5 separate regions of the Mus musculus genome follow, and regions 1, 2, 4 and 5 are each linked to region 3. Evidence: chromatin contacts called from public HiCAR-type and HiChIP or PLAC-seq data. All regions are on one chromosome and are shown on one strand. Each heading gives the region's core, a stretch centred on a gene start, on an enhancer-like site or on the middle of the called end of the contact. The rest is flanking DNA. Distances are from core to core; before and after follow the strand shown. Region 1 has its middle 69 kb from the start of Gm23003. Region 2 overlaps Gm45968 (a long non-coding RNA gene). Region 3 holds the start of Nfkbiz (nuclear factor of kappa light polypeptide gene enhancer in B cells inhibitor, zeta). Region 4 has its middle 36 kb from the start of Gm23003. Region 5 has its middle 11 kb from the start of Gm23003.

Region 1 (4,993 bases), core at 1,318-3,817, 160 kb after region 3:
TTAGACATGCTGGGACTAGATGTCCCAGGTGACGTGGTACCAAATAGGGGCTTCCCCTTCTCTGAGGTTAAGGGGAGAGGGTTATGGGGGGGAATTTATAAGGGTGAAATTGGGAGGAAAGGAGGGAGGGGGGCTGTGATCAAGATGTAAAGTGAAGAAATAAATGTATTAATGAAATATGGTAGGGTAAAACACACTTCTGGGTTTGAAAATCCCTGAGCTAAAAAAAATCTCACTAATGCATGGGGTTGGTTTGAAATCTAACCAATCCCTATCCTGAAAATTTCCACCCTGAAAAACTTCCCCAACCAACCAACCAACCAACCAACCAACCAACCAACCAACCAACCAACCAACTAGCCAGCCAGGCAGCCAGCCAGCCAGCCAGCCAGCCAGCCAACCAACCAAACACCCAACCCTATACAATCTTGTCTCCTGCTCAGTCTCCTGCTGCTTCTTGCCTGAGCAGAGGCCACCATTCTCTTGTGTTTCTCCCAATAAATCTCTTGTGAGAGGTCTGTTATGTGGTGTGACTTAGTGATATTTCTTGCCTCCCAATTTCCAGGATATATTTCCCCTAAGAGCTATAACACTTATGCCCATTGGCTCTTACATTCATGTGTTGTGTAATCTTTGGAACGAGAGAGGAGAGGGTGCTTAGCACTGTCAAACACTGTCCATATATTGTTTCATTGAATTCTTAGAAGAATGTGGTAACATATGCATTGAATTGTCTCATTTTATGGTGAGAAACCAAGCCCTAGTCAGAAGTCAGGATATGACAGATCTCTGCAGTCTGGTGACTGGTCTCATCGCCGTTACTCTGGGTATGATTTGAGTACAGAGCAACACGGAGAATGAATAATTCATTGTGGTTTCTGGATATCCCTCCACTCTTGTGCTGATAGCTGCTATTCCAACTGTTTTCAGATGTGCTTTGAAGCTATGTGACAATTAAGAACCATGTTAAAAAGGACACAGGTTCTGTTTCCAATATAGAGGATAAAATTTGGGAGATTTACATGAATTCTCTATTGCATGTTCTCCTCTGTATTGAATGCAGGCTAGCCCGCTTTCTTTTATTTGAAATTAAATCTTTAAATATTTTAGCAAAATAATTGACAAGCAGAATTCCAAAACTAATACAATTAAGAATAATGCATGAAGAAAATAAAAAAAGGGAAAAAGGTTAGTCAGAAAAGAATAGGGAATCTAGACACAAAAATATACTTGAAACCAAATTCACACTCTACACACAAATAAGAAATATCTTGAAGAGACCATAAAACCAATAAATATTCCACCAAAATCTTACCTCTAGTTTAGCACAGAAAGTAATTTGAACTGTGAAATCACCAGAAAAAGCATTTTGATTTTATTATATATGAGAGTATAAGACATAAACAACCAGAATGTTGTTAAGGGACAAGTTATAGATTGGAAAATTATGAAAGAAATGTGTCAGTGTCTATAGTAATTTAAGTATGACTCCACTTTTAAGAGAAAAAAAAATCAAAACAAAGCCTTTCTTTCTTTTCACATTATAAGGTATAGATAATTGTTTTATTTTGCTGAGATCTTTCTGATAGTTCTGACCAGAAGTAGTTACAGATTCAAGTGATAAAATATGATATCCATGACTTCTCAGTTTCTGTGGAAGGTTTAGCTAATGGGTTAAATGTCACACATGAGATTGAGCCTCATCCCCCACTTTAACATATCTGCACACTGACCCAGATGGCCATGGGATCTGAGTCTGCTCTAATTCATAAGACTATAATATTATCCAGCTAATATTTCTTTGTTGGTATTCATGGGGATTTTGAAAGACAGATATTTTACATAATTTAGAGATATAAAGTCTTTGAGTTCTGCTGCTTCTCAAGTGTAAACAAACTCAGCCTCAAAGGATGCATTCTTAGTGCTTAATGTCTTCTGGTGAGGTGTTGATTCAAACCAAACCAAGCCAAACCAAACCAGCCAAACCAAAAAGACCCAAAACCAAAACCAAACCCAGCAAACCAACCAACCAACCAACCAACCAACCAACCAACCAACCAACCAACCAACCAATCAACCTACCAACCAACCACCACCACCACCACCACCACCACCACCAACACCACCACCACCACCACCACCACCACCACCAGCAACAACAACAACAAAACCTCCAAACAAATGAAACTATATAAACAGAGAAAAGCACTTCCCTAAACAGCCATTTCAGAACATGGTAAAGACAAATACAAGTTCTAATGTTTCCAACCTTTGTTTTATTTTTTGATGAAATTCACTACAATTGATAATGTCTCTGCTAAAAGTTCTTGGTGCAGTGGGCTTGGGCAAGGCCTCTGTAGCTTTCCTTTTAGTTGGAGCCTTCATCTGTAATGAGTCCTCAAATAGAGGAGATACAGGCATTTATAATCTTGAAAATGTTACCACATCCTTTGGTTTTTCTCAACAGCAGTTAAGTTCTGTTTTGTAAGCTCCACTTTGGAAGGGTTCTTCTAAATTAAGCTCTGGGATTTGCTATTTCAGGCTTCCTGCTCAGCAGTCCTGGCTCCTTGTGACATTACTTCTGTTCTGTTTACCAATAGGGTGAGTTGGGGCTTGTGTCTGTGGCCAAGTCAGTCTAGTAGTTGCTGAGAACTTAATTCCTCTGATTTAAAGGAAGGTGCTGCCAGCCTGGGAGAGCCAGAGTTCCTGAGACAGATCATCTGTGTGTGGGGCTGTCTGTCATAATGAAGTTTAGAAACAACAGTTTCGGTTTTCCCTGGCTTCCCTCTGTAGACTGATTCTTATTCATTGTCGTTTGTGAAAAGCATTGTTTCATGAAGGAACCGTGGTATTAGAGACTTCTTTTTTTTTAAAATATTTTTTATTATTACGTATTTTCCTCAATTACATTTAGAATGCTATCCCCAAAGTCCCCCATACCCTCCCCACCACTTCCCTACCCACCCATTCCCATTTTTTGGCCCTGGCATTCCCCTGTACTGGGGCATATAAAGTTTGCGTGTCCAATGGGCCTCTCTTTCCAGTGATGGCCTACTAGGCCATCTTTTGATACATATGCAGCTAGAGTCAAGAGCTCCGGGGTACTGGTTAGTTCATAATGTTGTTGCACCTACAGGGTTGCAGATCTCTTTAGCTCCTTGGATACTTTCTCTAGCTCCTCCATTGGGGGCCCTGTGATCCATCCAATAGCTGACTGTGAGCATCTACTTCTGTGTTTGCTAGGCCCTGGCCTAGTCTCACAAGACACAGCTATATCTGGGTCCTTTCAGCAAAATCTTGCTAGTGTATGCAATGGTGTCATCGTTTGGAGGCTGATTATGGGATGGATCTCTGGATATGGCAGTCTCTAGATGGTCCATCCTTTTGTCTCAGCTCCAAACTTTGTCTCTGTAACTCCTTCCATGGGTGATTGTTTCTAATTCTAAGAAGGGGCAAAGTGTCCACACTTTGGTCTTCATTCTTCTTGCGTTTAGAAAATTTTATCTTATACCTTGGGTATCCTAAGTTTCTGGCTAATATCCACTTATTAAGGCACAACATACCCAAACTCATGGGATACAATAAAAGCAGTGCTAAGAGGAAAACTCAGTTCTGAGTGCCTCCAAAAAGAAACTGGAGAAAACATATACTAGCAGCTTAACAGCACACCTAAAAGCTCTAGAACAAGAAGAAGCAAATACATCCAAGAGGAGTAGACTGCAGGAAATAATCAAACTCAGGGCTGAAATCAACCAAGTAGAAACAAAAGGAACTAAACAAAGAATCAACCACATCAGGAGCTGGTTCTATGAGAAAATCAACAAGATAGATGAACCCATAGCCAAACTAACTAGAGGGTACAGAGAGAGTATCAAATTAACAAAATCAGAAATGAAAAGGGAGACATAACAACAGAAACTGAGGAAATTTAAAAAAATCATCACATTCTACTATAAAAGCCTATGTTCAACAAAACTGGAAAATCTGGATGAAATGGACAATTTTCTAGACAGATACCAAATACATAAGTTAAATCAGGATCAGATAAACAATCTAAACAGTCCCACAGCCCCCAAAGATATAGAAACAGTTACTAAAATCTCCCAACCAACAAAAGCCCAGGACCAGATGGGTTTAGTGCAGAATTCTACCAGACCTTCAAAGAATACCTAAAATCAATACTTTTCAAACTATTACACAAAATAGAAAGAGAAGGAATACTACCCAATTCATTCTATGAAGTCACAGTTACACTGAGTATTCTCCCTTGGAGAAGGAATGGTTTCTGTCTAATTAGGAACTTGTCACAATTTCTTTTTCATAGAGTACTTCATAAGAGATTTTTTTCTACTTCTATCATGTTTAATGCTCCAAATAGACTTTTAAAACTGGTTGAGCACATATTACTTTTAGCTTCAGAAGACATCATGTATATTTAAGAGGCATTTAACTATTATAAATTATTTTGATTACTTAAAAAATGTCTATATTGAGTTGTATATTTTAAAATAAATTTTATTAGTTTAACAAAAAAGAAATAAACAATAAAACAAAATATCAAAAGTAAAAAAATGCATTTAATATACTTAGCCTACCATATTTCTGGGCTCTGTGGCACAATGCTCTGTAGAATAGGCTATTTTTTGGTAGGAGTGTATGGCTGAGCCCAAGCCACCTAGCATGGTGAGTGTGGCCAGTAATACATATATATCATCAACCCAGGAAAAGATTCAAAATTTCAAACTCAAAATTTAGTCTCTGGCATCTCTAGAGTCAGGCCTGGTAGTACATTCCTGTACTCCTAGCACTCAGGACATTTCACAATGCAATCAAAAAACCCTGATCAAACTATGCTAGAGAGCTTTCTCCCACTCTTGTTCTCTCATAATCTTCTAAAGACTTGGCTGCTTGTTCGTGGGCCCAGAGTAGCAATGCTTTAGAACAAATGAGGAACCCCTACTACAAGTAATTGCTATGTCTTCTCCTCTTGGGC
Region 2 (4,949 bases), core at 1,364-3,863, 250 kb after region 3:
ATATAGAGTGGGTCAGTGGTTGTATTATTAAGGGTTCGCTAGAGGAACAGAGTCTATAGACTGAATACATATTATGAAGGTAATCTAGTAGCCTGGCTTAGATGATGCACAATGATAGATCAGCAGAGTCTTTCTTTACCCTGGAGTTGCTAAGAACTCAGTGGCTGCTTAGTCCCTAAGATGGAATGCCTTAGCAATCCCAGTCTAGTGTTGGAGACCTGAATGATTCCTGGAGAACCACTGATTTTCATTGCCTGTTGGAAGGCCAAAGAAGCTGTGTTCCAATGCAGTAGCGGCAGTAACAGAGTAGATGCATTGACCAGTAAGGAGCAAAGGTGGCAGGCAAAATGTATCACCTTTCCCCCTCTCAGACCTCTCTATGTCCAGGCTACCACTAGAAGGCATTGAACACTCTGGGGGAGGGATTAACTCATCGGAGGATCTTTCCAAGACATCCCCCCCCCAACAGGTTTCACTCTTATTTGATCCCAGGTCCAATCAAGTTGACAAGCAAGATCAGCCATCACAGAGATTCAAGTCCAAAATAAAGCAAGCAAGCAAGCAAGCAAGCAAACAAACAAACAAACAAAAAACCTACAGAATGAGCAGACAAAAGCTACAGTGTGGAAGTTTCATATTTTGGTATTGCTTCTATAGTTACCTAGTCCCACTTGGATCTTTGAGGACTAAAGGGCAATACTGACACAAATAAGTTTTCTGAAGAAAAATATTCAGAGAACAGATGGGCTTTATTCTTCTGGATCCTGGATCCATTGAAGGGATGAGATTTACTAGAAGTATTCAATAAAAGTAGTGAAGTTTTGAAATGTGTTTTTTCATGTGGTCAATCTTCTGGCTTCAAAAATACCCTGAGAGACACAGTGGTGTGGCTGATACCATGGCTGAGTCATAGAAGTGGGAGTACAGAACAGTAACCATCCTTTTTAGTATGAGGAAATCAACTGTCCTGGCCATCTTGGGCTGTCATGACAAATACTACAGGTCAGGTGGCTTTACCTGTGCATGCGTTGTGGGAAGGAGAGATCTCTGTGGTATCTTATCTTAGAAGGGAAACCCCGCCTTATCCAACTCTCCATTATGATACCACTAAGCCCTAATTATCTCACGAAGGTACCATCTCAAAGGATTGACTGTGAGGATTAGTGTTCTATTCAGTGAGTTCTGGGGGATGGAGTAGAAACACAATTAGCCTATAACATAACCAGAGACTTAATGTGTTATACCCATAAACATGCATGCATACTGCATGCACACACTATACACCCCAAAGGCAAGATATACCAGGTTATGATAGTATATTACTTCCTTCTGTTACTTCACACTTAATCTATTATATTAGTTCTCTTAAAACGCAGGTAAACTGATTCATTAATAAAGTATTAGTAGTTAATCAGATGGTGAAATTTGCTTTCATCATTTCAGTGCGGGGGTTGAAGACTGTGCATTTTGCATTTTAGTCAAGTGCTTTGCCCTGAGGTTCATTCCCAACCTGACTTGTTTTCTCCTAAAACGAGATACAGATGCACGCTGGTGTGATCCCAGCAGCACAGTGTTTTGAGGATATCAGTGTCTTATGATTTTCTTGTCTTTATTTTCATGGAAATAAGATAATTTCTCAGCTGCATTTCCTGCTTCTGCTCCCAGATTCCAGGCAGGAGAGAGGAAAACAGGGAAAGAAAAAAAAAGGAAGTCCCAGGTGAGTCTTTTAAGGGCGTTTCCTGAAGTTTTTGTAACAGACCCCAGACCTTAGCATAACAGACTCCATAATGGAAGTACCATTCGGACAGACATCACCACCTGCCAAATATAAAACAGAGGTCTAAATCCATCTAAGGCCGTAGTGTTCTGGGAAAGCCTCAATATGTACTAACCTTACATCTCAGGGTCTGTAGTTCCCCTTCTGGCTAACTAGCAGCACTCGTTAACTGAAGCGTGTCAACTCAGAACATGGTTTTTCTGCTTAAAAGCTCGCCCTGAGAAAGGTTCAGTGCTACACTCGGATCTCAAGCTGGCCAGCTGATAAAGACTGTTGTCTATTGGCTTAAACTCACTTCCAAGCAGTCTCCTGTGGTGAACACCCCACAGCAACTTTAGCTTACATGTCATTGGTCTCCTGCATATTGCCTGGCTATCATTGCCTGTCAAGAAACCCAGGAAATGTTTGTGTATGGAAACATCATCGTACCATCTAAAATATGGGCTTTGATAATAAGTAAGGAAAAGAAAATGGTTATTGTTTTAGCATTGTTTGTCTGAACTATGCCCAAAAGGCTAGGGAAAACAAAACAAAACAAAACAAAAGAAAAAAAACAAAAGAAAAAAACAAAGATCATACACTCATTAGGCAGAGAGTCCTCTAATGTAGTAAAACAGACTTTGGAAATTCCTGACCCTAAGTGATCTTTGGACAGTAAATGAGGACAAAGAGCCCTTATTCTGTAGTTTTGAGAAGAGAACATGATGTAGACACGGGTGTCTTTCTTTAGAGAATAGTCATTAGCTGAATTCAATCACGACTCAAGGAACTCGGTCAGTACTTGGCAGATGTTCTGCCTCAAGAGTCCCTTTGGCCCTCAGTAATTTCTGCTACTGGTTTCCGGTGCTTCAAACACAGTGCTTTCATTCAGTCAGTGACATCTTGTTCTTGTCTGCAGCAAGACACAATTACTCAGCAGGACTTGGCGGCTTCTTAGGATTTCATAAAGTCGTCCAAAGAGCTTTGAGGTCGCACAAACCTCTGACCTGGAGAAGATCAAAACTGGTGTGTCAAGAGATACACCCTTTTCAGGTTCCTTTAAGGTCACTCTGAGAATCCAAGGCTTAATAACTCACAATTCATCCAATAGCTGCTTCATGTTTGGCTATTGTGGACCGGCAATTAACTTGTTTCTTTAGAAAGCTGGGCTTCTAGATGGCTGTAGCAGTGCAGTATAGTGTGTAGGGTACAGGAAAAGCCGGTCATTAGTAATGTGGGTGAAAGATTATAAGAGAAACCACGAGATTTATGCAGGAAGGTTATCTGGGAGACCAACCTCAGGATGAGCTCAGGGCCGATGTGTGAGAAGAAGAGATTGAAGGCAGGACAATGGGAAGGCTCAAGGTTGGTTTGAGCTTCAAGACTGAGCTAATGGAGCTGCCAGCACAAAGAAACTCACCTTAGCCTCTGTTTGGGAGTTGCAGGGGGGATTCTGTGTGTTCTGCACTGTTTGCAGTAGAAGTAGAGGCTGAGTAGACAAGCTGAGGGGGTATAGTTATTAAAGTGATTGTTGTAAATCTCTTCCCAGTCATTTAGTGAGAAATTTGAGTTTTGAATTCAGCATCTCCGGGCAGTGTATGGAAATCGGTCTTCATTAAAATACAGGGGTTATTTATACCTCTGCATGGTCCCATGCTTGTCCGTCCCTTGGCCTCATGATCACAGTTTCTAATTATGTGATAAATGGAACTTCATGCTTTCAAATATTTTTTTCCAGAAAGAGTTAGATAATATTATCTATTTTAGGTTAAAAGGAAATGTTCTTTCAAGCTGGCCAAATTATATCCCAGCTTTGCCAACTCAGCAGACCCCTTTTGGAAAATTACTGTGTGGTAAACTCTGTGCGTCACTGAGTTTTAATACGTTAGCTTTGTACGGTGATGTCTGTTAGCATTTGCTGAGCCATTCCTAAGCGATGTGGTATGTTTAGATATGGGAAGATGGATGACTTCTTTGGTGATCCTTCCTCCTAACTCATTTTTTAAAGTTTATTTATTATTATTATTTTTATTCCTGGCAAGTAGGAGGAGGAGGAATTCTTATTTAAGTTTGTTCTATTTCCTAAAGTAGGCCAGACTTGGAGTATGTGGTCGGTCCAAACTGGACTCAGGGGGGTATTTTAAAAGTGAAAGGAGCACCCAGAAACTGGGAGGAGTGAAAAGGTGCAGTGTATCCAGGAGGAGGGAGAGGGAGGAGTAAGAGTAAATATGATAAAATAGATTGTGTTAATGAATAAAAAATATATTAAAAGAGTAATTTAACATTCCCTTTGAGTTTCTAAGTATAATTAGCCATATAAGTCATCCTAGATTTCTCAGTGTTGTCTTACCACTTCTACGAACACTTCTATAGAATACTTATGTGTATGTCATTATTGCTTAACTTCCTTTCTTCCTTTCTTTCTCTCTCTCTCTCTCTCTCTCTCTCTCTCTCTCTCTCTCTCCCCCTCTCTCTCTTTCTTTCTTTCTTTCTTTTTTGTTTTTGTTTTTTGAGACAGGGTTTCTCTGTGTAGCCCTGCCTGTCCTGGAATTCACTCTGTAGACCAGGCTGGCTTTGAACTCAGAAATCCGTCTGCCTCTGCCTCCCGAGTGCTGGGATTAAAGGCATGCACAACCACCGCCCAGCCCTTCTCTTTTCTTTTCTTTTCTTTTCTTTTCTTTTCTTTTCTTCTCTATAAATGTTTTTATTTTAATTGATCTTAAATTTCATGTACATTGGAATCTTGCCTGCATGTAATGGTATTGAGTCCTCTGGAGCTGGAGTTACAAACACTTGTGAGCTGCCATGTGGGGTTAGGAATTGAACCCAGGTTCTCTGGAGGAGCAGCCAGTGCTCTTAATTGCTGAGCCATCTCTCCAGCCTTATTACTTACTTTTCGGGAAGTTCTATCTTGGTTCCATTTTATCTCCATTCTTGTTTATTCAGACCTACTTTAGAGGTCATCTATTCTCTCAAGCTTTTAAAATGGTTTTGGAACAGGAATTTCTGTACATGAATTAATGGACTTTAGCCGAAGTCTTATTATGGGAAGTGATTTCCATGCCGGTTGTAAAGATGGTTTTTTTTTTTTCTGCTGTTGCTGGAGAAAGTTGTTTCTTTCCCTATTTTAAGTGTCACCAATCACTGGAGTATACATGTCACTAATCAAAACAAAACAAGATAAAAAAAAGTA
Region 3 (4,734 bases), core at 1,578-4,077:
CATTTCCCTCCCCTTCCTGTCAGCAAATCAATGAGCAGCCATTCCTGCCTTCTTGCCTGCTTACTTCTGCCAATACAGTATAGTAGCTCACCCTCTTAGATACTGGTGTCTCCATTTCAAATAGGAAATGCTGTTCTAAACTATTTACGGTATTAAGAAAGTTCATTACATTTACACTTAAAGAATTCTGTTCCATTTTTAGAGCTCTGACAATGGTGTTACAACATTACCTGTACCATAAAACAGTTCAAACTGTTCAGCCGTATGAAACACAATAAAGTAAATTATTAACACCTGTACTGCCAGGGTGTCTTCAGGTCACTTTGGAAGAGATTTCTCCTTTCCACGAGTCACAGAGTTCTAGGATACATTATTTTCATCTTTTCCATTGTCCTTAGATGCAGACGGTGTGCATCTGAGCCTAAAAGGCCACAAGTCGTCTCATCTTTATCTTTAGAACAGCGTCAGACCCACGTTAGACAAATGAGGGTTTTAATCACTGTGACAGTTCACGTGTGTGTGGTGTGTGTGTGTAGTTTGCGAATGTGTGTAGAGAGGAGACAAAGATCTGAAAGGAGGGTAGAGAGAAGACGATGGAAGCAGAGGGTTAAAACGTGTGTTCTAGAAGGTTATCTAACTGGTGGGGACAGGGAGCAGCTAGTGGGGGAAGGAGATGAGTTGGGGAAGGAACAGATCATAATGACAAATACATATAAAAATGCCACAGTGGCACGCATTGGTTTTGGTATGCTAACTTAAAAGTTAATCACACAGAAAAGGAGGCAACTTTATTCAAGAGCCCTTAATTGGGCCATTGAAACAGTGGGGGGTGGGAAGAACTGCAGGATGTCTGCTAGCGGCCCTCGTGGGCCAGGCAGTCTGCTTCTAGTATAAGCCAGAAAAGAAGTGTTTGTACTAGTCACCTATGACCTTCAGGCGAAGGAAGGGCTGTATTTACACCAATCACAACAGTGTTCCATCTGCAGCAGTTGCAGCAGTCTCTCCTAGACTACCACCAGGGGACAGGCCTTCAATCTGGCCGGAGTGGGAAGGGTTCCTGGGTGGGGGTGGGGGTGGGGGAGAAGTGTGGCTCTGAGGCTGCATCTTCAGAAGCTGGAGTAGTGTTTTAGAAGCTACAGCCGCCATGTAGCTCTCTGGAGTGTTGAATGTGGTTTGACAGTTCTTTTCTCTCAAGGCTGCCTGCGCACAGAACAAGAGCCTAACAGCTAACAATTAGGGGAATCAAATCCCCTCACCTCCCCATATTTGTTTATTTCCAGAAAACAAGCAGCTGTGCGAACGGCAAGGCGTCATTGATATTAATTTTAGCTGTGCTTTTAGTCATGCTCCACACCTGCCTAGCCCTGTAGCACCTGTGGGCTGCCTGCTGCTTACCCCCGTCAGCAATGCTAGATTTGTGGATTCTGCCTAGCAGAGCCATTTACTTACGTAATGATCTAGTTATTTCTACTTACCTCTTTGCCACTATCTCTTCTTCTAGGTCACTTTTTTTTTCCTTCTTCTTAGGCCACTAGGACTCCCCTCAGTCTCATCTTCTCTAAAACTGTTTCATTTCTGCCAGCTTCAGATTCCCTCACGTTAAAGTTCTAGTAACTTCGCTGGTCCCTGTAGGTGCTCCGCTCAGGTTACCTTTCACATTTATGCTATTTTCCCTTTGGCAGTCCTAAAAGGCACTGCGGATTCTTCCCTGACTCCTGGCCTTAATTCTTGGCAGATGATTTTCCTGCAAACGCTTTAGGGCCATCCTTTAGGGCTCATCTCATTCTTTGCGAAGACTTCCCCCTTCTCCCCCTCTCCACAAGAAAGTCTCTTTTTAGGCTGTTCACTGAACTTTGTACCTCTCACGATGTTTAATCATAGTCAGTTTCTTTTCATCGGTGTGTGTATACCTTATCCCCACGTGTTAAGATGTTACTTGAAAATTTAGACTTAATCATTCATTCTTTCTCTCCCTTAAAAATAAACTTCCCTTGACGGTTCGCTAGTTGGATTTGCGGCGGAAGTATAAACATTGAAAAAAGTATTCAAGGTAGAGGCATCAAAATCCCTGTGTTTATCAGGACTAGGTCAAGTTGTGCAGAATAAAACGTTACATAATACGTAAAAAATAATATAAAACATACAAAGAATATACACGCATATATGCGTATTCATCATTTTGCTAGAAGCTTTTTTCTAGTATTGAAGGATACGAAAGGGTAGTCATTGCTGTTTATTCTAATACTGTACTAAAAAAAAAAAAAAGATTGCTTATGGCCCAGATATGAAGTTAGAGAAACTGCAAGAGCTCTGAAATTGAGTCCAGGCCAGAAAGTCCGCGGGCAACCGCTTCCAGGTTTGGAGGCGGGCTAAATGTTGGAGGCAAGGGAGGAGACTGAACTCTGCACGCACCGCTCTGGCTTCCCACTCCCCGAACTGGGCGGACCTGTTCTTGCAGCAGCCCGGGGCTCCCGCTCGCCCCCGGGCATCGCAGCCCCTGCGCAGACAGCGGTTGCCGCGGACCCCGGGCCCCTGGGGATGCGGTGCGTCCAGCGAAGGCCAACCGGGGAAACTTGGAGCTGGCCCCGACGGGGGTTCGGGGCGCGGGTGCTAGCCGGGGTTTCCAGGTGAGCCGCCGGAAAACAACCGGTCGGCCCGGGCGGGGCGGGGCGAGGGCGGAGGGCACATTGCCTCATCCCGGGCATTTTACTGGAAACTAGACACATCCGGAGGCGGGGCGGGAGGCAGCCCAGGCGCCGCCTCACCGGGCGGAGCGCGGAGGAGGAGGTCAGTTCATTTAAATAGCCCGGTCCCCTCCGGGCGCGCACGTACTAGTCGCTCTGCCGCAGCCAACCGCGTAGCCATCCGGTGGCGCAGGTGTCTGGGGACCCCGAGCGCCTAGCCTGGGAGCATGATCGTGGACAAGCTGCTGGACGACAGCCGCGGCGGAGAGGGGCTGCTGGACGCGGCCGGCGACTGCGGCCTCATGACCAGCCCGCTCAACCTGGCTTACTTCTACGGCGCCTCGCCTCCTTCCGCCCCCGGCGCCGGCGACACCGGCTACCTGTCCGCCGTGCCCTCCGCGCCCGGCTCGCCCGGCTCCGACTCCTCCGATTTCTCCTCCACTTCCTCCGTGTCCTCCTGCGGGGCCGTGGAGTCCCGTCCCAGAGGTGGCGCCCGCGCCGAGCGCCCTCAAGGTACCCACCCGCGAGATTCCTTGCCCCTCTATTCGGGGTTCACACGCTGGGAGGATGGGGAGGGACTTCCCTCCACCCCCCCCCCCCCCCATAGTCGAGACGTTAAGCGGCCCCTGTGACTTCCTTAGCGGCCGGACAGACGCGAATAGTCATGAGTGATTAGATGCCTTGTCCTGATTCTGGCACGTTGTCCTTGCCTAGACCTCTGCGGAGTCCAGCGCCCAAGGGACCCTGAGGGCTAGCGCGCTGGCTTCCTGGAAAAGAACTTGAGAGCCTCGGATTCTCTTTTCTTCCATCTCATAACCTTTTCCCTTTTCACTTCTCCCCCGACCTCCGAATTCAAGAACCTCTGAGAAATTATAACACTATTATGAGGTTTTTGGAGCTGATGGAGAGAGATGTAGTTTCCTTCTTGTAACTCTTTCAGTGAGAAGCAGTGGCAGAGGGTAAAGCGTTGGGAACTGGATTTTTAAGACACCCGTATTCCTAATCTATTTGTAGGGATGAATCAAAGAAAACCCACTTTTCGGGACGTAGAGGAAAGCCTGGTTCAGAAAAGTGATTTAGTGTTCTGCGCTTAGTTTACGATGTTGGCGGTTCAGAGGCCTGCTCAGAATTCTGATTTTCTCTGTGTGCTTGAGAATGGAAAAGTTACATCTAGCGAAGCCCTTTCTTTAGCTGCGGGTTGTATGGTTTCCTTTCTTCACGAACCGAGTTGCATAATTTGGGGGGGTGGGGGAGGGAGAAACAGGATGCAGCTGTGGGTAGATTTAAACACCGCCTAAATTTTCTCAGTTGTTGGAGCTTCTCATCGCAATTATTTTAAAGAATGACCCCTTGCTGTTCCTTAACACTGGCTACTCATAAGCTTTGGTTGTCTTTTATTTTTAAAAAGTTATTTTTTGATTTAAAACACTGTGCCTTAAGCCACAGTGTTGCCCACAGCTCCCTGAAAAGCGCGGTGTGCGTGCTTTGACAGCCCTTTCTGAAGTTTGTAGGCCCGTGGACATCTGGCTGAACCCATCGATTGTTTCTAGTTCTTGGTTTACCACACAAGCCATGGGAGATTCCTGAAAGTGCGTTTTCTTCTCCCTATGACGTGGGCATGGAAGTTTTAACTCTTGTCACTCCAGAGGAGTGCTGTTAGAGTCTGGCCATTGGGGTGTTTGTGGGAATTCCTGAACTTGAATAGAAAGGCTATTTAATCATTTTATTTGCCCTCGTCACTGTCTCTATGTCACACTTGTGGCACAGATAGCCAAATTATGCTTTGTTCTCCGTTCGTTTTCCTCTTTATGTTCCAAATATGTTCAATTCATGGACAAGAACTTGTTACATAGTTGTGGCACTCAGTAAATTCTAAAACTGCCTTCTGAAGTTCTAAGGTGAACAGGCCTGTTTCCGTTTTACTTAGAACGCCCATGTACGTAAGTGAGGGGGAAATCCTGTGTGTGTGTGTGTGTGGAAATGTGCTAAGTGAATTTAAGCAGCTTTCTTGGTACAAATTAATGAAGGGAATACTAAGAAATCTTAAGTC
Region 4 (4,721 bases), core at 373-2,872, 190 kb after region 3:
AAAAAATCACAGTCTTTTAATTGTTTTCAGTTCCTGGAAGAGGATTTCGGTTTGGTTAGGACTATTTGTGGTAATCCTTTGGATTCAAAATTAGTATTTCATTAACCAAATTTGTTCGTTTAAAAACTTGTATTTTTCTTCCACCTTTACTACACACCCATTAACAATTATGCAGGAATGCATCTGCCCTAGGGAAAACTGTATCTTTATTCTGATGAAAACTCACTAAGAGTCAAAGAAAATTCCAATTGTTCTTAGCAATACTGTAGCACAGCATTCAAGGGATGTAGTACCAAGGTGTGAAACAGTGTTACTCATTTTAGCCTTGAGAGCATTGTAATAGAATTCTAAAATACAATAGTTGAAAGTAATTTTTCTGTCTATTGATAAAGATATACTTGTAAAGAATAAATAGCTATTGTATAAATATTAAGTGATTATCATTTGTGAAGGACGATATCTTTAAAAGTATTTTTTCCCTAGATAAAAATCCCTGATCCACCAGGGTTTCTCTCTTCATGGTGTTTGAAGACATCATTAGGGCTTTTATGTTCCCCTTGGCACTCTTGCACACATAACTTTACAGGAAGTAACTATTGAAGGGAATGTTTCATGTGCCATCAAACTTATTTCTGTTAAAGATGTTGATAGGAAATGAATTTGAACTTTCCTTTCCTTAGATGCATATAGTATTAAAATTTTTGGTTTGCATGGACCTAAGGCAGAGCCTCAATAACGGTAGCTATAAAATGCTCATCTGTATTACTAATTGTATCTTCCTTAAATTCACACACACACACACACACACACACACACACACACACACACACACACTTATGTGTATATGTATATGTACACACACTCCTGGTATGTCACAATGTGACCTTATTTGGAAGTAAGTTCCTTACAGATATGTTTATTTAAGACGAGTAATATGAGAATAAGGTGCCATGTGAAGAGACAGACACGCACAGAGGATAAGCAGTGTGAAGATGCAGGGGGAAGAGAAACAGCATCACCATGCCAAGGAATGACTAAGGCCACTGGAAGCTGGGAGAGAGGAATGTAACAGACTGTGTCTCAGAGTCCTGGGCGGGGGTTTGGGGTGGGGGAAACAACCTTGCCAACCTCTTCACCACAGATGGAACTCCAGATCTGCAGGACAATGGGTTTCTGTGGCTGAAACTGTGTACCTCTGTTATGGCACTTCAGCAAATGATATCATTGGGAAGGCCAGTGAGAAAGAAATGTACTCTGAAAACAGAGTGTCCAAGCAGAGTGTCCATAGGAGAACAGGAGGTATGGAGTGATGGCAGATAGATCTTAATGTCTTTAAACAGATTTATTTATTTATTTATTTATTTATTTATTTATTTATTTTACTAGAAAATGTCAGTTGGAGACCTTTTTGAGCCTCCAGTTTTTTTTTTTTTTTCTGGACTAAAGTCGCACTGATTTTCACACAGGAGCTCTAGTGCAGTTCTCTCCATTCTGCTGAGTGTGCTTTCTAGCTTCTGTGCACACTCTCAGCAATAACACACATTGAGTTCCTATGGTGTGTCAGACAGTGTGCTGAGAAACACGAATGGGTTCAGCTTTCTGAGGGTGCCTGGGCCAGAGGTTAAGTCATGTGACCTGGCTTCAAGAGAGTGGAAACAGGGAACTGAGGCACCTCTCAGGAGGAACACAAAAGCTGATATTAGTCAGTGGTGGAAAGCTTCCCAGAGGAACTGGCTGAGCATTGTTGAGAAAGAAGAAAGAATGGAGATGAGAAGTAGGCATGGGGTTACAAGAATAATTTATTAAAAATAAGAACATATATAGCAACGACTAGAGTTAATGTAAGTTATCCAGTCTACTAAGGAAGGGGCTTATTATCATCATTTTTCATTCAAAATTACTGAATGGTATCTACTTATGGCATGTGATGTAGTAATTTAATATGACACGCTCATAGACTATATCTTTAAATAAAGCAAAACTTCCATTTTTAAAATACTTATTAGTATTTTGTACTGGGAATATTTTAATTCCTTTCCTATTCTTCTAAATCCAATGTAACATGAAGAAAAGCATCCGTAATGCAGCTAAGAATAGGGTGGAGAGAGCCGACTAGAAAATTTTCTGTAAGGAAGGAGATGATTGTGGCTTTGATTCCTGTGGTTTAATTGTGGCAGAAGTCAAAGGGAGGAGTTGAGAAATAATTCAAGGGTAACAACAAAAGCCAGTGACTGGCTACATACAAGGAAGGGGGTAGAGAGGTGGCTTCTGGGGCTTGCTTTCAGGGTTATAGAATGGGCTGAGTGTTGGGGTCATTTACTAAGCAGGCCATGCAGGAAGTAAACCAAGACTGGAATGGCAATGCATGTGGTGACTAAAACACATGAGGGGTCCATGAGACATCAAAGGATCAGCATCTCTCAGCCTTTTCCCCGTCTCTATATTTTACCATCCATCAGCATTGTCCTCCCTGCCCCATTTACTTCAATAAAAAAAAAGTGTGCGTACTTCAGGACTATTGTTTTATCCTTGTATCACTGAGCTTAGGAGTTCTTCTTGGGATTATCCATACATTCATTTGTCTCAAACAGGATTAATTTCTCTAAATTCAACACGTGCTTAAAGCCATGGAAAAGACTGTTTTTAATGGCCACAAGAGCCCAGATCAGAACACAGCTTACACAGGCTCAAGGCCAGGTTCAGATCTTTTCTCTCATGGTAGCTCAAGTCTTCTAGGATGTCTCTGATGGTGCAGATGAGAAGATTCACAGCCACCACTGCGACTCCTCAGATGCTCTCCTGTACTCTTTTCCTTCCTGTTGAGAAAATGTTTCCTTGAGAACAACATAATGGATCTCTAAATAGGGTTTGCCTGTAGTCAGTGATAGATTGAGAGACCAGCAGAGTTCATTTGGGACAAAGGACTTAATGACAAATGGTCCTGAACCAATTGAATGCTGACATCCTCCATTTGGTAGCAGCCCTCAGTGGAAGATGTTTCCTGGTCCTTAAGTGGATGTGTAATGATAAAAGCCAGGGCCCTGTGTGACCATGGACTGAGTTCAGTCCTGACCAGCTGTGTGATTCCAGACAGGTGCTTTAATCTCATTTTCTTTTTTCATTTAATTGGCTGATGGAAGCACCCAATCTACAGAAATGGTGAAGATTCAAGAACATGTGTGTGAATTCATGTGCTGCAGTATCTAACACACAGTAAGCATTTAACAGATATTAATTTCTCTTTCCTGGATGACTGTTTTAGGATGGATTACCATGCTAGCTGGTGGTAGTGGTGGGCACAACAGAAGTGTAAATGCCCATACCTTAATATGTAGGGAGGGCCCTACATATTCCCTTTAATAAAAAAATCTCCCATTTTCCAGGACATGCTAACAGTCAGAGCATTCTCAGGTCACACAGAAGGTTTGTTGTGCTTTAATGTACCTTGACTGCAATTGATTATTTGCTCTGGGTATTGCTCATCCCAAGACAAGGCAAGTAAAAAGGTGCCAACAACCTTCGGGTGACTTTGAGACAATGATAGGCAATCCCTTCCAAGCACTGCCTACTTGTGCCTCTTGCCATTAAAGCTGAATATCATAATACCAGGATGAACAACTGAGCTAAAATCACCAAGATTGCTTCTATAGCACTTTAGAACCAGTTGTTTTTCTTCCATGATGTGATGGAAATCTGTTTTCTGTTGTTCTTTTCATTGCCATTTTCAATCCCTTTCTCCTGAGAGATTTAATTGTAGCTATAATATGGGCTCTAAGCCAGAGGAAAATTTGATTAACTATTGCAACAGTAAAGGTTTTGACTTTCTTCCTCCTATTAAACTTTTACCTTCAGGTCAGTACCTTTATGTAAAGTCTCTATTCTCAGAGGATATAGTTTTTGAAGAATTATTTTCAATATCTCATAAAAATCAAACTTTCCCTCTCAGTTCTCTTGGGATCATCTCAAAACCCTCTCAGATGTCCAAAGGTAAATATATTGCACGGTGTCATTGAGGATCCTGCTATAGTTTCACATGGAGAAGGATCTTTAGACTTTGTGAAGATGAGTAGGGAGAAGATGGAGAAAGTATCCCATGAAATGATTATGCTGTTTGAACATGAGAGGGTAGGAACCTAGGAGTGTGGGGACTTGAATATAGATAATCGTTCCTAGAAATGGATGCTAGAGGCTTCACAGAGGACCAGACAGAAGTAACCAATGTCTGTATGAAAGAAGAGACCCTTAACATTGCAAGAGAGATACTGAGGTTTCTGAAAAATCTGTGCCCTCAAATTTATTTGTGCAGTAAAAAATTAAAATGCAAGGTTTTGGAGTCCTATACTCCCTTATTCCTCATGAAGAACATGAAGACCAAGCTGCACATCTGTTACAAATGTGTAGGGGGTCTAGATCCAGGCCCTGCAAGCTCTTTGGTTGGTGGTTCAGTCTCTGTGAGCCCCCAGGGGCCCAGGTTAGTTGACTCTGTATATTTTCTTTCTCTAAGTGCTAAGCTAGCCAGACTTGCTGTGACTACTATCAGGAGCCATTTAGGAGAGGATAAGGCTAGCAGTAGCAGGTGAAATTCCTGGAGATGGCCCACATTTTGCTCTGTTTTGTTTTATTTTGATTTGTTTTCATGGTCTGCGATGGATGAGCTCTGAGAGGCAAGGACCCAAGAGACTTCATCTCAGGATTGTTTCTTGCAGCTGATATGCCTTTCC
Region 5 (4,542 bases), core at 12-2,511, 220 kb after region 3:
GTGTCATTTTTAATGTCCAATAAATACAGGTTAATACTTGATTAACCCAGCACTGACCTTCTGGTAACAGATAACACTGACCCTATATACATAGTGTGTTAAACAAATGAGTTTATGCAACAGCACTTTCACTGGGTTCTTTGAGTTGTATAGTTATCAAAACTGACTGGCTATACTTTAATAGACCAATATATATTAGGCTAATTACTTACTTTCTCTGAACTTTAGTTCATCTATCAGAAATGTAGCTTATATAATATTTCTCAAACCTATATGGGCACACACACACACACACACAAACACAGAGGGGGGCAGACACACACAGGTATAATAACTTTTAAAGAGATAAAAGAAATGAGAAACATTTTAATATGCTAGCAATACTGATAGCTATCATTTATTAAGAGACATTTGTGTATATGATTTCTGAAATGTTTTAATTTACTCTCTTTAACACATATATGAAATATGTGCTATTATTTTCATCTCAAGTTTATAGGGGAAGAGATAGACTGAGAGAGGTTTCACACTCACCAAAAAAAAAAAAAAAAAAAAAAAAAAAAAAATGTTTCAGCTCAGTTTAGCTGCCTCTTTCTCAGGGAAGCCTAAAATGCCTTTTACCTCTGGAAAGATCTTCTGATTTCAATTGTGTTGCATCCAAACAACTTAAAAGCAAATCTTTTATTTATAGTCCCAACCATGATATCACAATGATAACAAAAAAATGTAAACCACACCCCTAAGACTGCTTTGAGGGGCGATTCTAAAGCACTATTCCTACTTCAACCCCTGCAACAACTTTCTACATAAACCCGTGTTAAGATTCTGTGTGAGATTTCATAATCTATAATACATCACCTGGCGAAACATACTTGTAGTCAAGTGTGTGGTAAGGAGCCGGGCTCTTTATTTAATTGATAAGAACATGAACTTTAAACCCAGGGATAAACTTATCCTTTCAAGAGATCACTAAAGAGTCATTTGGTGGTTATAATTAAGAAGATATGCTATGGCATTTTGCCATTCACAGATCTTTATTTCTTTTTCTTAAGATAGGCAACATAAAGAATCAAAATGGTATAGTGTGATCTATTTTTTAAAATTCCATTAGAGAAAAGGGAACTTTTTCATAACTCAGTCTGAATGGAAAAATTTTTGGCTCTTATTCTAGGAAAAGAACCATGCATGGAAAAACCCAATTGAAAGGTCATTCTTAACTGAAAGCGAAAGAATAAAAACAAGTCCAGAGTGTAAAATAGAGGGTGGGGACAGCAGCCAGTATGTTCCAAGCTGCAGGGACATCTGATAACTCTCCAAGATGTAGAGACGTCTGATCTTTAAGAAAGTTATGAAGCCATGCGGCATTTCTCCTGACAGAAACTATTTGATAATATGTGGAGAAAACAAGCTAAACAGCAAGTAAGCACTTTGGAGAAGAAAGCATCTAACAAGGGAAGGAGGGAATGCATGTTCTTGGTCTTTGGTCCTTTTATGGGACACTTCTATTGTTGAAGGGAGTGTTTTGCAAGAAGCTTCCTTCTCTGTGGAACTCAGTGGTGGGAACCGAGCATCATTGTTAACAATGATTAAAACATTTTCTCAGCCATTTGTCATTGGAAATATTTTATATTCTGGGGGGACATGGAGGACCGGGGGAAATGATTTGTGCCTAGCTGAAAGACAATCGGTCATCCCAGAATTTGTTTCAGTGACAAGAGAGGTACATTTGGAAGATTCTTTTGTGACAAGGATAGATTACAGAAGTTATTTTTAGGTGCAGTAATTTTGGATCAGAATGTTCAGCTGGCCTTTGTGACCATTCACCTCACTGTCTGCAGTGTCTCTGTGGCCAGGAGTTTGGGTTCCTTACCTGAAATGGCAGGGCTCTGCCAACATGGTACTCTTGCACATGGCGCTCAGCATGGACAGATGAGAATGCACCCTATAAAGGTGTTGATTTGGGGAACTGGCTGTCGTGACTAGAGAGTCTGAGAGATCCCACGATACTCTGGGAAGGTGGTTCTGCAGCCAGTCTAAGTTGGAAGACTTCGGAACCAAGGAATCTCCCAGTCTAAGGCTGAAGGCTCAGAAACCCAAAAAGTTTCGAGTGCAGGTCTCAGAGTACAAAGTCTGGAGACCCTTCAGGGATGATGCCCCAGGCCTGGCTCCTTGAGAGACAATAAGTGAATTTGCTTTCTTTGCTCTTGTTTTCTATTTGCAGCTCAGATGATTGGATCATGCCCAGCTACACTGGGTGACAGTGGAGCCTCCTTAGTACACTGATTTCATGGCCCAGTTGTTCTAGGAACATTTCCCAGGCATACTTAGAAGTAACACTTTACTGGCTATCTGGGTGCCCATCAATCCAGAAAAGTTGACATGAAAACTAACCACTATCTCTGGTTAAAGTATTTAATGTGGTTTCTAATTTCTTGTAGAAATCATGATGGACACAATGGATTTTCTGCACATTTATGCTTTTCTAATGAAGAAACTATTTCCAGGACTAGAGTTCAAAACACTTGGGAAGATAAATTATTTTTAAATTTTGTTTTTATTTGAAATGATGCATATGTGTGTATGTGTGTGGGTAGCTATGTGACTGCAGATGTCCACCAAGGTAAGAGTTGTCAGATACACCTCCAGCTGGGGCTATACAGGTGACGTTAAGCCAACTTAGGTGTGGGCTGGGAATAAAACTGAAGTCCATTTACTGATGTAGACTTATCTTTTGAAAGACCAGCAAATTTAATGTCATTAATTTTTTATAAAGATTTATTTTATTTGTATTTGTGTTTTGCCTGTGTGTCATATGCATGCAGAACCTGCAGAGGCCAAAAGAGGAGCTCAGATGCCCTGGAACAGGAATTACAGATAATTATTAGCCATCATGTGGGGGCTGGAAATAGATCCAGGATCCTCTGGAAGAGTAGCCAGTGCTTATAACTGCCCAGCCATCTCTCCAACCCCTTGATGTCATTTAAAAAAGTTAATTCTGGAGACAGTAATAAAATAAAATATACTCAATAAAATCACTTTGTAAGATGATTCATATTAAAATGTGCTAGTATATTGAAGAGCCAATGAATTTAGGATAAAATGTGAATAAAACATTTGATGGCTGATAAAGGAAGCTTGCTTTCTTATGTACCAGGGGTTTCCCCTTTTAATTGTGTGGTTATTAGTAATAATGAGGAAAAGATGTCAACTATGTTAACAAGAGTCATCAGTAGTCAGCAATCACCACCTATGTGGACATGACCCAGTGGTGAGAGAACCATCCACATTCTCTCCCATGGTTTCACAGAGCTGGCACACGCCTGGCAGGCATGAGGGCTTCTTGCACTTTGAGGACTTCACTGGAGCTTTTTTTCTAGAGCAACACTGTGTTGGGGAAGTTTCTTCCACCTATATAGTCTTAGACTCCATAAATGATTCTAAGGCAGTAACCCTTCAAGAAGAATTGTCTTCCTGAAACTGTTGGCTTTGGGTTTCTCTCTCTCTCTCTAGGGAGTCTCTCTAGTTCTTACTGTGGACAAATAATGAGAGCCTGATTTATTGTAGGCTAAGAGGGAGATCTAAATTTCTTCTCAGAGGGAAAGGCAGAATGGGTAAAAGGAAAATGGTCCAACGGAGAAACCCAAGCAGTTTACAACTTCTCCACCTTAAACCCAAGGAGTTTCTATGAGAGAAAGGGGGAAAGAGGTGAAGCAGGTAAGAGTGTGCACTAGATACTGATGTTAGTGTTCTTTATGTTAGTGTGGCTATCAGAGAGAAACATTTGCACAGGGGATCTCAATATTTCTTATTAACTAGATTAACTATAACTCTATTAAGTGTTATTTGTCACATAGGAAGAAGACTTTCCTATGAAGGAAGGAAGGAAGGAAGGAAGCAAGGAAGGAAGGAAGGAAGGAAGCAAGGAAGGAAGAAGAAAAAGTATTATTAGTTCAGGACCAATGAATGAAGCTGGGAAGCCATTGTCAATCAGATTTCAGGCATGTTCTCCAGCCATGCCTGTCTATAGCTGAACCATTGAACTGGGCTGCAGACATGGCCCCATTCCCCGGATATGAACTGACCTTTGGAATGGGCCAAACCCACAGTTTCTGGAAGCATTGCTAACCTCTATTAACCTTCTGGGTGATGGACGCCTTCCTAGACTACTCAGAAACCAAAACACATACCATATATTTCTTACAGGAAATATTTTTTTGTGTTTGCTAACACACATCACATTTCATGACTAATAAATGATGTGGTTTCCAACTCTCTGGCAGTTTAAAGCTATAAATACAGTCACCATTTTGTAAAACTTTGGAGCATATCTTTGAGACTGTTTAAACTTATGATACTTTCCTGCATTATAGCCGTACTTAACCTCCATTAAATATAGTGTGTCTGTGTGTGTATGTTTGCATGTATGTGTGTGTTTTGACAATCGTGATCTTATGTATCAAGGGGAATACATTGTCATTTTCTCTGGGTCAGATCATGGAGGAAACAGCAACCTTTTTACAGATGCTAGGTCTAGAAATCTTC

What was found. HiCAR-type assays count read pairs that join an accessible place to other places. HiChIP or PLAC-seq counts read pairs in DNA pulled down with a chosen protein or histone mark.
Region 1: a contact with region 3 is called in an H3K4me3 HiChIP or PLAC-seq map of bone marrow-derived macrophages, with 4 times the contacts expected there. The contact joins the enhancer-like site here to the promoter of Nfkbiz in region 3. A contact is called at or near these places in 1 of 484 Hi-C or Micro-C datasets (nephron progenitors), 4 of 115 datasets of contacts at active chromatin or transcription factors (CD8 T cells, bone marrow-derived macrophages, effector CD8 T cells and 1 more) and 3 of 9 other capture datasets (adipose tissue, liver and macrophages).
Region 2: a HiCAR-type map of PVALB interneurons shows a contact between it and region 3, with 5 times the contacts expected there. The contact joins the enhancer-like site here to the promoter of Nfkbiz in region 3. A contact is called at or near these places in 4 of 39 promoter capture datasets (the C10 cell line, embryonic stem cells, hematopoietic stem and progenitor cells and 1 more), 1 of 15 datasets of contacts at CTCF or cohesin (CD8 T cells), 1 of 484 Hi-C or Micro-C datasets (CD8 T cells), 16 of 115 datasets of contacts at active chromatin or transcription factors (the 230-238 cell line, CD8 T cells, PVALB interneurons and 12 more) and 4 of 9 other capture datasets (adipose tissue, liver, macrophages and 1 more).
Region 4: a contact with region 3 is called in a FOXA1 HiChIP or PLAC-seq map of pancreatic cancer cells. The contact joins the enhancer-like site here to the promoter of Nfkbiz in region 3. A contact is called at or near these places in 3 of 39 promoter capture datasets (the C10 cell line, macrophages and pre-B cells), 2 of 15 datasets of contacts at CTCF or cohesin (CD8 T cells and pro-B cells), 13 of 484 Hi-C or Micro-C datasets (B cells, the C2C12 cell line, CD4 T cells and 10 more), 12 of 115 datasets of contacts at active chromatin or transcription factors (CD8 T cells, the HPC-7 cell line, bone marrow-derived macrophages and 9 more) and 6 of 9 other capture datasets (adipose tissue, bone marrow-derived macrophages, embryonic stem cells and 3 more).
Region 5: a contact with region 3 is called in an H3K4me3 HiChIP or PLAC-seq map of intestinal villus epithelium, with 7 times the contacts expected there. The contact joins the enhancer-like site here to the promoter of Nfkbiz in region 3. A contact is called at or near these places in 7 of 39 promoter capture datasets (the 3T3-L1 cell line, the C10 cell line, cranial neural crest and 4 more), 4 of 484 Hi-C or Micro-C datasets (adipose-derived mesenchymal stem cells, nephron progenitors, uterus and 1 more), 18 of 115 datasets of contacts at active chromatin or transcription factors (the 230-238 cell line, CD8 T cells, the NIH/3T3 cell line and 12 more) and 4 of 9 other capture datasets (adipose tissue, liver, macrophages and 1 more).

The regions. Positions count from the first base shown.
Region 1 is chr16:55,661,740-55,666,732 of GRCm38.p6, reverse strand. No RefSeq gene overlaps it. Among named protein-coding and RNA genes, the nearest start is that of Gm23003, 69 kb to the right of the region's middle. Within about 2 kb of position 2,567, at least 26 of the 459 cell types and tissues checked have an H3K27ac peak or open chromatin away from gene starts, as enhancers often do. A contact at or near this core is called in bone marrow-derived macrophages and macrophages, where this site is marked.
Region 2 is chr16:55,568,950-55,573,898 of GRCm38.p6, reverse strand. The region is part of intron 1 of Gm45968 (a long non-coding RNA gene); the gene reads left to right. Among named protein-coding and RNA genes, the nearest start is that of Gm45968, 11 kb to the left of the region's middle. Within about 2 kb of position 2,613, at least 22 of the 459 cell types and tissues checked have an H3K27ac peak or open chromatin away from gene starts, as enhancers often do. A contact at or near this core is called in PVALB interneurons, adipose tissue, heart atrium and 1 more, where this site is marked.
Region 3 is chr16:55,820,231-55,824,964 of GRCm38.p6, reverse strand. It overlaps Nfkbiz (nuclear factor of kappa light polypeptide gene enhancer in B cells inhibitor, zeta), which reads left to right and starts at 2,827. Exons shown (of 12, transcript NM_001159394.1): 1 at 2,827-3,197. The coding sequence starts at 2,912.
Region 4 is chr16:55,628,737-55,633,457 of GRCm38.p6, reverse strand. No RefSeq gene overlaps it. Among named protein-coding and RNA genes, the nearest start is that of Gm23003, 36 kb to the right of the region's middle. Within about 2 kb of position 1,622, at least 51 of the 459 cell types and tissues checked have an H3K27ac peak or open chromatin away from gene starts, as enhancers often do. A contact at or near this core is called in the C2C12 cell line, CD8 T cells, adipose-derived mesenchymal stem cells and 6 more, where this site is marked.
Region 5 is chr16:55,603,405-55,607,946 of GRCm38.p6, reverse strand. No RefSeq gene overlaps it. Among named protein-coding and RNA genes, the nearest start is that of Gm23003, 11 kb to the right of the region's middle. Within about 2 kb of position 1,261, at least 16 of the 459 cell types and tissues checked have an H3K27ac peak or open chromatin away from gene starts, as enhancers often do. A contact at or near this core is called in adipose tissue, intestinal villus epithelium and vascular smooth muscle cells, where this site is marked.